2 separate regions of the Mus musculus genome follow, and region 2 is linked to region 1. A link is a contact called in public Hi-C data. All regions are on one chromosome and are shown on one strand. The core of a region is the stretch at or near the end of the contact, and the rest is flanking DNA. Distances in the headings are between cores, read along the strand shown.

The links. Hi-C and Micro-C count contacts between places; a contact is called where the count stands out from the background.
Region 2: a contact with region 1 is called in a Hi-C map of forebrain, with 3 times the contacts expected there. The contact joins two enhancer-like sites. A contact is called at or near these places in 1 of 484 Hi-C or Micro-C datasets (forebrain) and 4 of 115 datasets of contacts at active chromatin or transcription factors (astrocytes, embryonic basal ganglia, embryonic forebrain and 1 more).

Annotation. Positions count from the first base shown.
Region 1 is chr8:90,299,705-90,305,555 of GRCm38.p6, forward strand. The region is part of intron 1 of Tox3 (TOX high mobility group box family member 3); the gene reads right to left. Among named protein-coding and RNA genes, the nearest start is that of Tox3, 46 kb to the right of the region's middle. Within about 2 kb of position 2,642, at least 67 of the 459 cell types and tissues checked have an H3K27ac peak or open chromatin away from gene starts, as enhancers often do. A contact at or near this core is called in forebrain, where this site is marked.
Region 2 is chr8:90,655,179-90,661,029 of GRCm38.p6, forward strand. No RefSeq gene overlaps it. Among named protein-coding and RNA genes, the nearest start is that of Gm35850, 83 kb to the right of the region's middle. Within about 2 kb of position 2,748, at least 20 of the 459 cell types and tissues checked have an H3K27ac peak or open chromatin away from gene starts, as enhancers often do. A contact at or near this core is called in forebrain, where this site is marked.

The DNA of each region.
Region 1 (5,851 bases), core at 1,392-3,891:
GACTACACTTGTATTACATTTCATTGCTTACACACTGCAGGTCCTTACCAGTGGCTAATCTGAACCATCACAATGTGCTCCTCTCAGCCCTTGCATAGAGTCCACAACAGGCTGTGCTCACTTGCATCTGGTGACATCACTTGCGCTATCTCCACCAATCAATGTTTACTCAGGGCAGTTACTTCACCAGCCTCAACAGGAGATTGTGGAGGGCAGGGGTTTTCAGTTGGCATCTTACTCGCGGCAAGCCATCCGCCTCAGATCTGTGCTAGTGGGGAGAGGTAAACTAGCTTCGTAGATTCAGTCCCTCATCTCTTACCCTGTCCTCAGCACTCTCCTGGGAGGGGAACTAACAGGTCTTCTGGGAAGAAGTTATTCTCATAAGTGAACAAGAGATAGACCTCTATTACATTTCTACTGCCCCCTGCATTCAAATCAAGGGTAAGGGTTCAAATCCCACCTAGCAGCTTCTTTTTCCCTCAAGGCCCAATTCCTTTTTTTTTTTTTTCCTTCTCCAAATTCCTTTCCTTCAAGGGTTAAGAACAGCAATGTGATTTCCCGACAACGACCACCTAGCAGTTTGGCAGTGAAAAAAAAAAAGAAAAAAGAAAAAGGCAGTAAAGAAATGTCTCTAGACCCCTGTTCCAGGTCTCCATGGCCCTAGAGCTGGAAAGGCACACACCACAGCAACTGCAGCACATGCTGACCATGCAGTTCATCTCACCTTAATGGGGACACTGGAGGGAAAGCATTGCCTTCCCCGCCGTGTACCGGTGCAGATTTTAAGAGAGGCTGGGTTCCATCTTGTTCAAAACTCACCTAGTACATGACCCTGTGGTAGGTCGTGGATTTGAAGCCAGTGTGCCTGGTACCAGATGGTGAGCTCATAACGTCCCACAGCATGATGTGCACCCACGCCCTTCCAGAGGACAGCTAACACACAGACACTCTCCAAAGTCTTGCAGCAGGGTACTTGATCCTAAACCAAAACTCATCTAGACATTATCCAATTTAAGTCATGGGGGAGCAGGCAGAAGACTGCCTTCAACCTCCATCCAGCGCACTGAAACTAGGATACTATGTTTTCTTTCATTTATTCATTAACGTTTTAGTAGAAGCGATTCTGAGCATGCTGCCACCCCTCATCAATGTTCACACAACAGCACCCCGGAGAAGAGCCCCTATCCAGTTCCACTGAATGATGCTCAGGTGGATCAGATTCTACCTATCGATTTCGCTCATTCCTTTTCAGACTAAAGACTTCTTTAAAAGCCTACATAAAATTGTAACTGGGAGCTTTAAAAACATGTAAAATACCATATAATCAAGATTGTTTAAATGTATAAAACTGTCAAGCAGATTATCCTTCATGCAATTCAAATGAGCCTTTGGGAGACAGAATTAACTGAGGGCAAACAAGAGCTTAACTCTAAAAGACAAAGAGTTGGCTTCTATCAAGTTGACACTTCCAGATAAGACACAGCATTACAGCAGGTTACACTCGTAATAATAATTTTTGATTGGCATATCATTTGCCACTAACTACTGCCTGGCTCCCACCGAGCACAGGCAGCATACTATAAACTGTTATGAAAGATGTCTTTGTATTGTTCAATATTTACAGAATATGTTATTTTATAAATGCTCCAGTTGGCAGAGGTAAAAAAAAAAAAAAAAAAAAGAAATCCCCCCCAAAAGCCAAAACAACAACGACAACAAAAGCATTAAAATATTTCAGATTATAATGATCCTTTGCCTTAAAAAAGAAGTGCTTTCATAAGACAGGTGACAATTCTGTTCAGAACATTTCACACCCAGACTCAGCAAATGCTCAGTGGTAAAAACAGAATTGCTTTGTTCAGCTGCACACAGAGATTTCTACATCGCCTCTGTTTGTGTATCCCTGAATATACTCTTTCAGACCCCACTCTCACGGAACGCAAAATCAATTTTCTTTTGGACCCCAAAGAAGGCAAAAAAAAAAAAGAGTGAGATCTGGTCTAATGATTTTAATCTTTTAAATAAACATGAACTGAACTTGGAACACAAGCTCTTCTCTAAAGAAAAGATCTTTGTTCAGAAAGGTCTCTTTCAGCATGTGAACAGCTAAGGCCAGGGACACGGCCCAACCTGGAAAACATGGTTAAATACACATCTACACGGATATTCCTTTAAAAGAAACAGCTAATGTTTAAACACTCACAGGCACACATGCAAAACCACAACCAAATGGTCTTGCCCCAAAAGCAGGCTGATGTTTAGTTTAATTTTTGAAGCAAATTAGGTTCTCCCAATTCAATTTTCAACAAATAGAAAATGAGAAACAGAAAACTATAACATAAAACTTTTATGGCTGCTTTGCTTTTTAAAAAAATAAATAAATAAAAGCAGCACACTCGTGTTTATGAAGTAGAAGTCTCTTAGCCTCAAAAGGAGAATCATTCTAAAAATCACAGCCCTTCAGGATCCTCCCAAACACCTCCCCAGCATGGCCCTTGCAGAGGCAGTTTCAGTTCTCCTAATAGTTATTGTTTGTAGCACTGTAACTAAGTACATTACCAACCAGTTGTTCAATCTATATAAATTTAAGCAACACACATTGCCAAGGAGTGACTCATACATCAGTCTATTATATGGTACAGGGCTGACTGTATTAAACAAATCACTCTGCCTACAGCTGAAGAATGGGAGCTATATACAGAGCAGAGGTTATTGTCTAATTTAAATCTTGGCTCGCTTCCCAGTGCTGTACAAGATTCCAATTTGTGGAAATGTTGCTCCTTGCTACTGCCAGAAAGGCTGCAGAAAAACGGCACTGGGAGCCTTCCAGAAATATGTCTGCAAAATGCCAATCAACAAGTCGCTGAAGATTAACAGTATGACTGTACCAAATTAATTTAAATTATAGAAACATATGGCTAAGATGTTTGCGTTGCGCTTAAGACAACACCTACCTCACAAAGAGCTAGGTTTGTTCCAGGGTAGAAAATAATACTCCAACATTCAGATTACTGCAAAATGTGAACATCGGCTGATAAATGGGGAGCTAGCTGCTCTCACAGAGGCCACCGTTTTCAATACTTAGGGTCTTACCTTTCATATATTCTAAACATATGGGTTTTGGTAACAAGATATTCCTTCCCACAAATATACAAAGAAAATAATCAACATGATTCCACTACTGAAAACAAATTGTTCTCTCTCTAGAAAATTTTAGCTTTCTTGAGATTCACCATAGAGCCCAGAGGATGAAGCAATCCACTACGCATTACTCCCATTCTAAAATACGATATTAGACCAAGAATTGAATATACAGCCAAGAAAAACTCGCCAATTACATGACCAAATCGTGAAATTCAAAAGACAACACAATTTATACGCCGCCAGCTGCTCTCAATGGGTATTATATTCATGCTGCTCCCTTTATTTCCATGGGACTCTTTAATATATACAATCACGTCATCAGCCGAAGGGGGGCGGGAATCCAGGGCACTTCGGGCCGTAGTTACACACTAGCGTGTGCTGTATTTCAACTAAATAGGAAGGGAACTGTTTCCTGTCTCTCTCCACTGCTTTTCTATTATTGCCTAGCTAATGGAAATACATCAAACAAATGTTCTACATGAGCAATAAATATTAAAGTTGACCTATCCATCTGGGAGAGATGAGAACAATACCGCTCACTTTTAGCCCAAATATGACACTGATAAATGAAGCGATGAGATTCCATCACACTTCCAACAACCTGAGCTGGGAGCCCCAGCATGATCCTGGTCCCCGCAATTTTCTTCATTCATCTTCATTAGGCAGTCACTTGACCTGCCTCCCAACATCCCTGTCAACTCAGACCTGCAGGGATGGAGGAAGTCTCTAATGATGTAGCCTAAATATGTTCTTCATGATTTTAAAAAGAGAGAAGGGGGGGGGGAACCCACCAACAACAAAACAAAGTAGATGAAGGCCTTGATGAGCAAGGTAGAGGGCATAATTCCTCCGCAAGCAAAGAGACATCAAATGTTCCTCATGATTAAAAGAGAAACCACAGCACAAAAACCGGTCCACACAGCAACCCTGTTGCCAGCTCATTGGCCACCATGGCAGGGAATGTCCTCCAGGTGTGCCTATGAGTACCCAGAGCCATCAAAAGACAATTACGTATTCAAACGAAGGATGTTCGCAGGGCCTTATCACAGATGTAGAAATGCCTTCCATTTCCTTCCTCAATCACAGTTTCAAGTGAGCTGGAACAAGAAAGGAGGACATTCTTCCCCTAACACAATGAGCGAGCTCCATCACATTAGCAGTTCTACATTACAGCCCCATTATTTTCTATTTCGACGGCAGAATAAGAGAGGTGCTGATTTGATTATTCCATAATAGTGAAAATGAATACCAATGCAATATAAAATTGCTATTATAACACAGAGCTACTAATAGGATTCACAAGACCCTTTGGAAATTAGGTTTTACAACTATGATCACAGGGGTAAAATTAGAAAGCCAGTAAGCAACAGAAGGGAATTAGGTGTTCCACACCAGAGTCCCGGCGATTCACACAGCTGCTCGCACGAAGCCAGGCGGCATTTACTTTTAAATGACCTGCGAGATGCAGACCTTGCGTATTCCTGGAGAGACATCCCTTCAAGACAAGTTTCCAGGTACACACAATGTTAAGTAAAACTTTGTGGAAGTGTGGCAAAAACACAAGGTTTACTGATTTCAAAGCAAAACCATAAGTGAGCTAACAGTAGAAAGAGTATGAAGAATTCAATTCGTAAGGACCAGACCGGTTCAAAAGATCAACAGCAAACAAAATGTAAAATAAACAAGCCTAAGGATTTTGGAGGAAAGAGCCTCACTTCCTCAACTCAAATAACAGGGATGCGAAGTCTCCATGTGGTTACTTGTGACCCCTATCCCCACTCCCAGTAGTACGCAGAACCCATGACCCACTGCAGGATATCCTCACTTGACAGAACAGTGCATACCTGGACCCTGTGCTTCTATTGACCTCCCCCATGATTTCCACAGGATTTCCATGTCCTAACAGGTAGAGGGTGAGTGGAGATGTTGCTAAGCCCACTGCCACCTCAAGCACTGGCAAAGACACGCTGCCTTTTCCAAAGTCTCTTTCCAAGGCTAGCCTCCATCCGGGTCTGAGAGTGACCAACCTGAGATAAGCAAGACACCCTGACAGGCAGCCATCTCTAGCCTTGAACACTTGAGCCACTGGCACAAAGTGATGGCTGAGCATGCTTGTCTTTTCCATACAAAAGTGATTATGCCAAATTGTACATAGTTCAAAAATAAACGTATTAGTGTTTACTTGGCGAAATAAGTCAGACAATGTCATATTTTACCTTACGTATATACGTTTCACTTTTGTGTGTATGCATTTTCATTATTGGAAGACATGAAACTGTATGCCAAACAGAAATGGCAGGTGTGGCCTGTATATATTGCCTCCTCAGCACAGATGTTGACTCCTGGCACAGACTTACAATAACCAGTGCTCCGCTGAGTGACAGTTACTGGAACCACATCACCAGTGCTCCATCATTTAAACCAATAGCACAACACGGTGATGCTTCACAGAGATGTCTGCAGTGCTCCAAAATGCTTCCCTGCCTCCCAAACTGAACACCACAGAGGTTCTTCTAAGAGCGAAGAACAATGAAACCTGAAATTGTAGTTCTGTCATGGCTGGTCTTCAAAACCCTCCAACCACTGCTGTGTTTTGCCTTCTCTCTTCCCTTTCAGAACAATAGAAAACCCAATATAATAAATAATAACAATAATCATAAAATGTTAAATTAATATTTATTAAGCAGTTTCTAGGGGGTAGGTATTG
Region 2 (5,851 bases), core at 1,498-3,997, 360 kb after region 1:
TCAAGATGATAGTGATAACCATTCTAATTGGGGTGCTTTCAAAAATAGTTTTAATTTGCATTTGCATGATGAATAATGGTATTTTGAACACTTTTAAAATTACTTCCCAGCCATTTTTGAGAACGTTGTATTTGGTTCCAAAGTTTTTTGTTTTTTGTTTTAATTGGGCATTTATTGCTTGGGTTTAGTTTTCTGGGTTTTTTACATACTCTAAACATCAATCCTCTGTCAGATATATAACTGGCTGGGATTTTCCTCCCCCTTCATAGGTTACCTTTTCATACAACTGTTTCCTTTGCTGTACAGAAGTATTTTTTTAATCTATGAAGCCCAATTGTCAATTGTTGACCTTATGTTCTGGGCAACCAGGTTTCTATTTAGAAAGTCCATACCTATGCCAACCTCTTGTAACATAGTCCTTACCTTTCCCTCTACCGGTATTCAGCGTCTGGGGTTTTACATTAAGGTCTTCAATGCACTTGGAATTGATTTTTGTACAGGGTGAGAGATAAGGATCTAGCTTAATTGTTCTACATGCTACACATACACTTTACCCAGAGTCACTTGCTAAAGAAGCTGTCTTTTCTCCAGTGTGCACTTTTTGTCGTCTTTGTACAAAATCAACTGACTATAACTGTGTAGACTTATATCTGCGCCCTCTGTTCTATTACACTAATTTACATGTCTATTTTTGTGGTAGAACCATGATGTTTTTAATAATTACTATGGACTGGAATGTATCTTAAGATTGGGTAGACCAAGTACCGTGTTATTTTAAGTAGTATAACTTGGTGATATAATTCTAAGTCAGGAAGTGGGATGCATCCAATTTCACTTTTCCTTCTCAGTATTGCTTTGGTTGACTGGAGTGTGTATGTGTGTGTGTGTGTGTGTGTGTGTGTGTGTGTGTGTGTGTGTGTGTGTGTGTGTTCATACACGTGCGCATTTAGCATGTTTATTTCTGGAAGTAGTCCCCTTGGTATTTTGATAAGGATTGCACTCTATCCACCACTCTGGATACTATTTTTAATTTCTCATTGCAAGCTCGATTAGAAGATTCTCTAACATGTTTCAGAAAGCAACAGGAAGTAATGAAAATAAACTTACAGTAGCTGGAATACAGAAAATAAAGAGATAACACCCCTTGATCGTCGGGAAGCACTGATTTCCGAGGAAGGGCTATCGAGTAAAACACAGCTTTGTCCTCATCCAGGAAGGTACTGTGGGTCTTGGCCACACTTTCTATTTATGGCTATGCAGATAGGTTGGCTTTATTTTAAAGATTTTTTTTAAAGGATTCCCTTCATGTTAAAAGAGGTTTGGATGAAATGAATCTGTTAGTCTCCCTAGCTCTAAGATCCTGTGTTTTTATGACAGTAAACTCACTCAAACAGCTGTTGTTTTTTAAATAACTAATTAGCAGTACCATAGTTGGCTACTAAAGTTAATTGAAGGGGGAAAAAAGCCAAGTAATAAATTACTTCGACCCATGTGATTGTTTCCTTGTTATAGAACGACAGTAAGTACTCGGAATGGGGTTGATTTGTTATTAAGATCATGATGATACCTACCACTACTCATTGTTATGCAACAGAAACTTTGCTTGGGTTCCTGCCTTAATCTTCCCTGAGTCCATTAAGTAGATCATATAATTTCCCCCATTTATATGTCAGAAAGGCTCAAGAGGTTAACTGAATTTCCCCGAGATTGTAGATAAGTGACAGAGCCAAGATTTGAATCCAGATTGACTTTATGCCAAAACTTTTGTTCTTCTCCATCATACCATACAGACTCCAGACTTAAGGACAAACTCCGCTCATGGGCACAAGCCAGTTTTAATCTACCCTTTGATGACTGACTGACTGGTTGACTCTTTGACAGATCAAATACCTTCCATGCCAAGCCTCCAATAGGATAAGAGAAACCAATTTTCCCACCATTCTCCACTCTGTACATTTGAATAAGTCTTTGTATTTCCCTGCAGGTATAAGACAATGCTCGTTTAAAAGGGATCAGAGATCCATATTTGTCTTTACCCGGTCTCATCCATGATTCATTTTTAACAGAAGCAAGCCCCTCCTCCCCCTTCCCTCTGCCCGTTCCTCGTACATAGCTATATTGCTTGGCTGACTGCACGGATCCTTTGACAAAGCATGTGTCACTCTCACAGCTAATAGATTGATATGATAGCAAACAAATGTCTTTCCATTTGGAAGAATTTATACTTGAGAAAACACCTTTCCCCCAGGACCCTCTACTTATCCATGAGGATGAATCATGGGGATGGGTACAAGACAATCCCTACAGAGAGGTTTTTCAAAACCAGCTTTGATTGGTTGGCCTTCAGCTAGGTTTTTTTGCTTTTTTTTTTTTTTTAAGCACCTACAAATTAGGCATGCCGATTATCTTTTCAAAGTCTTTCTGGCTTTGTTCATTTTAATGGCAGAATAAGACAGCATTTAGACCCAAACACTTTCCCGGCAGTGTGCAAGCTGGGCCCTAAACATTTACCAAGAAATCGTCCCAGGGTCCAGTCGTCTTTCAAACAGAAACAGTGTTTAGCTACATAGAAATCACTTTAGGACAGAGCTGTTCCAACAGTCGCTGTGCCCACAGAAAAGGATTCTATTTTGGCTAGCAAATACTTGCAAAAAAAAAAAAAAAAAAAAAAAAGCCTTTCTAGCTATCCATGGGAAAGGAGTGAGTGCCCCCTGGTGAAAATGTGGGAAACGCTTCCATATGTTGTTTTTGGCTGGCAAGAAGGTGCAGATGTCTTCACAATAAAAATATACTCGCTGAGAGTGCTCATATCCTTGAGAAGAGCTGGCACCGTTTGCAGGACTGGATCTAAAGGTGACAAAGGCATACAAAGGAAGCAGGACAGAGGGCCTACACCAGAACAGACAAGTTGGAGCCACAGGTGAACCCGAATTTAAGTGTCTCTTTCTGGCTTCACCAAACCTACCCTCCATCTGTCTCCACCCTCTTCCTTGTCCAGGGGAGCCAACCTATAGGACTTTATTATGTATCCCTTGGCCTTCTGCCCTCTAGTCAGGTTTACCCAAGGGGAGGCACTGGCTGGTGATGGAGGAGGAGGTATAGGAAAATGTTTATTCCCAGGCTCCATCCTTCCAGTACATTTGGAAGGTACTGTCTCCCCTTTCCCCTGCCACCACCACTGCCCATAATCTCAGCAACTCCAGACAGCTGTTCTATATAACTTTCTCTTGAAGGTCTGGTGCCCTTTAAGCATATGGTGGTTAGAGCTCCTCACTGTTGCTGGCTTGAAGTACTTCACCATTCTCCCAGAGTTCCCTTCCTGCTACACCCACCTTGGTTAAAACAAAACAAGTTCAGACAGCAAAAATGCACACTGACAACCTTTATCAAGGTACCATCTCCTTTCCAAGTTTATCCTGACTGGTGCACATGCCACGATTTCTATAATATGCCTTTAAAATGCAGGTAGAGTGCTACACGCATAGAAGCTCAGAAGGAAGCTGGAAAGGATGCTGAGGCAGGAGGATTGTGAGTCTGGGGCCCAACTTGGACTGCGTAGCAGGACTCTTATCTCAGACAAATAAACAGTAACAACATACAATATACACAAAACATAAATGCAATAGACATCTAGATTTGTGTAGCACCAGGGACCCCTAAATCTCCCAGTCATTGTAGGCTCCAAATCACCTGGACAGAAGTGAAGTTAAAAAAAAAAAGAAAAAAGTATGGCCAGCTGTACAAAGGTAAGGCAGAAATCTCAGTGGTTTTCAGAGTCTTACTTCCTTCCGTGGCCTGTGACATCTTTAGCTCAAAGTCAAAGCTCTGACTTTGTTTTGAGTAGGACGAAGATTCTGTTTACATTTAGCCTTCACCCATCTCTCCAGGGTGAAGAGAGAACAAATTGTCCTGTCAGGAGAGATCCGTGAGATTAAACAATAGTGTGTTGGCTCTATGGTGCTAAACTGTTGAGAGTAGAGGCTCTGCAGACCCAAGAACAAAAGGACAGCCCCCTGGTCTGTAACCAGGGCACCAGCCCAAGGGTCTGTTCACTGGCAGGAACACACAGATGTAGCTGGACCCTGCCAGTCCTCCACACATCCGGACTTTCTGCATGATTCCATTGTGAGGCTGTCATTCCGGATTGTGCCTGTGAACTCTCTGCTGCTGGGGGTGGAGAGGAGGAGGGAGGAGCAGAGGAGCTAGCATGGCCTTAGGCTTTCAAAGCTGGGCTCCACTCCCAGTCTTACTTCTCCCTTACTGTGTGATGGGGAACAATGTTAACCCTTCCAAGACCCTTCCCCAACCTCCCAGTGAAGATAACCACAGCATCAATGCCGTTTACCCACCTAGCTGGTGTCATGAACCTGGGAGAGCAGGACCTAAAAATGAAGCAAAATAAAGTCGCATCCAAGATTCAACTATTCAACTTTATTCAGAGCATCGGACAATTTATATGCTGAGGGTTAAGAAGAGTCACCTGAGTGAAGTGTCCAATCACAAGGACAATGCCTCACATGGCAAAAGCATGTTTTCCCCTGAGGAACATGAGTGACAGCACATGAGGTAACTTCACTCCTATCCACTGCACCTGGGAAGAGCACAAAAACACATTTCAAGAACAATTTTGTGTTTTGAAGAAACCGAGGTCACAAGACTCTCGTCTTGTTTTGCTGGAGTTTTCTCACTAGCAGTCAGATTTCTCACATGACTCCGCTCTTGGGCTGTTCTGACACAGTGGTATGAAGGGTAAACAGAGTCATAAGAAATGAAGTGTGGCATCCCAAACACACTGAGGACATCTGTTGTAGAAGACTTGGCTTCATCCTCCTAAATTCTAAAGAGGGCATAGGCCTCCACCTCTGCACTGAAGTTCAACAGTCAGATCATCATACAGAAAATGGGTTTGAGCTAACAGCTTGAGTTGTTTTACATCCAGAAACGTTCTCCTGGGCCCGTAAGATACCACTAAAGCCTGACAACCTAAATTTGATGGCAGGATCCCATAGAGGATGGAGAGGAAAGCAACTCTTGAACGTTGTTTCCTCCTGACCTCCATACTCAGGCTGTAGCACCTGGATGTCCATCACGATGATGATGATGGTGGTGGTGGTGGTGATGATGATGGTTTTTAAAGAAAAATTTTAAAGTATTTAAATTCAAAAGTTTAAAGAAAATTCTCCCTTTCACACCTGGCCCATTTCAGCACACTAGGAATAAGAAAAATAATGATAAAAACTTATTGTGAGGTCCTCATGACACAACAGATACTCTACAAAGCTATCTTTAATTTTATGATTATCAAATATATAAAGGCATATATTTAAAGAGTCAAGGAGTCATAGAAGATTACATGACACTCAGCACCTGTCACCCTTTGCCCCCATGTCCATCACCCCAGTAACCATGAACAGCATACGTGTTATGAAGTTCCCAGTCTTGCCTTTTATACCGCATTGTTGCCCTCCTCCACTTCCGGTGATAACTAAACTTCTCTTCCATCCCTTAGCTTCATGAATACTCTTATTCACACACACTCTTCTCAATAAAACCATTTTTGTTTTATCAGATCAATAAACATTTTAACTGTACAGTCATGAGTAAGTTAATAACGGTTGTTTTCTTTCTCACGTTTCCCTAGAGACAATAGTCTTGCGGGGGGGGGGGGTAGGGGAGGGTGTTGTTTTTGTTTTTTAGTTAAGGGGTTTGGAGTTTTTTGGTCGGTTTGTTGTTGTTGTTGCTGTTGCTGTTGCTGTTGCTGTTGCTGTTGTTGTTGATAATGATGATGATAATGATGTTACTGTTGTTTTCCCCCTCCTGGGAACTTACCGCTCATGCAACTTGAAACTTC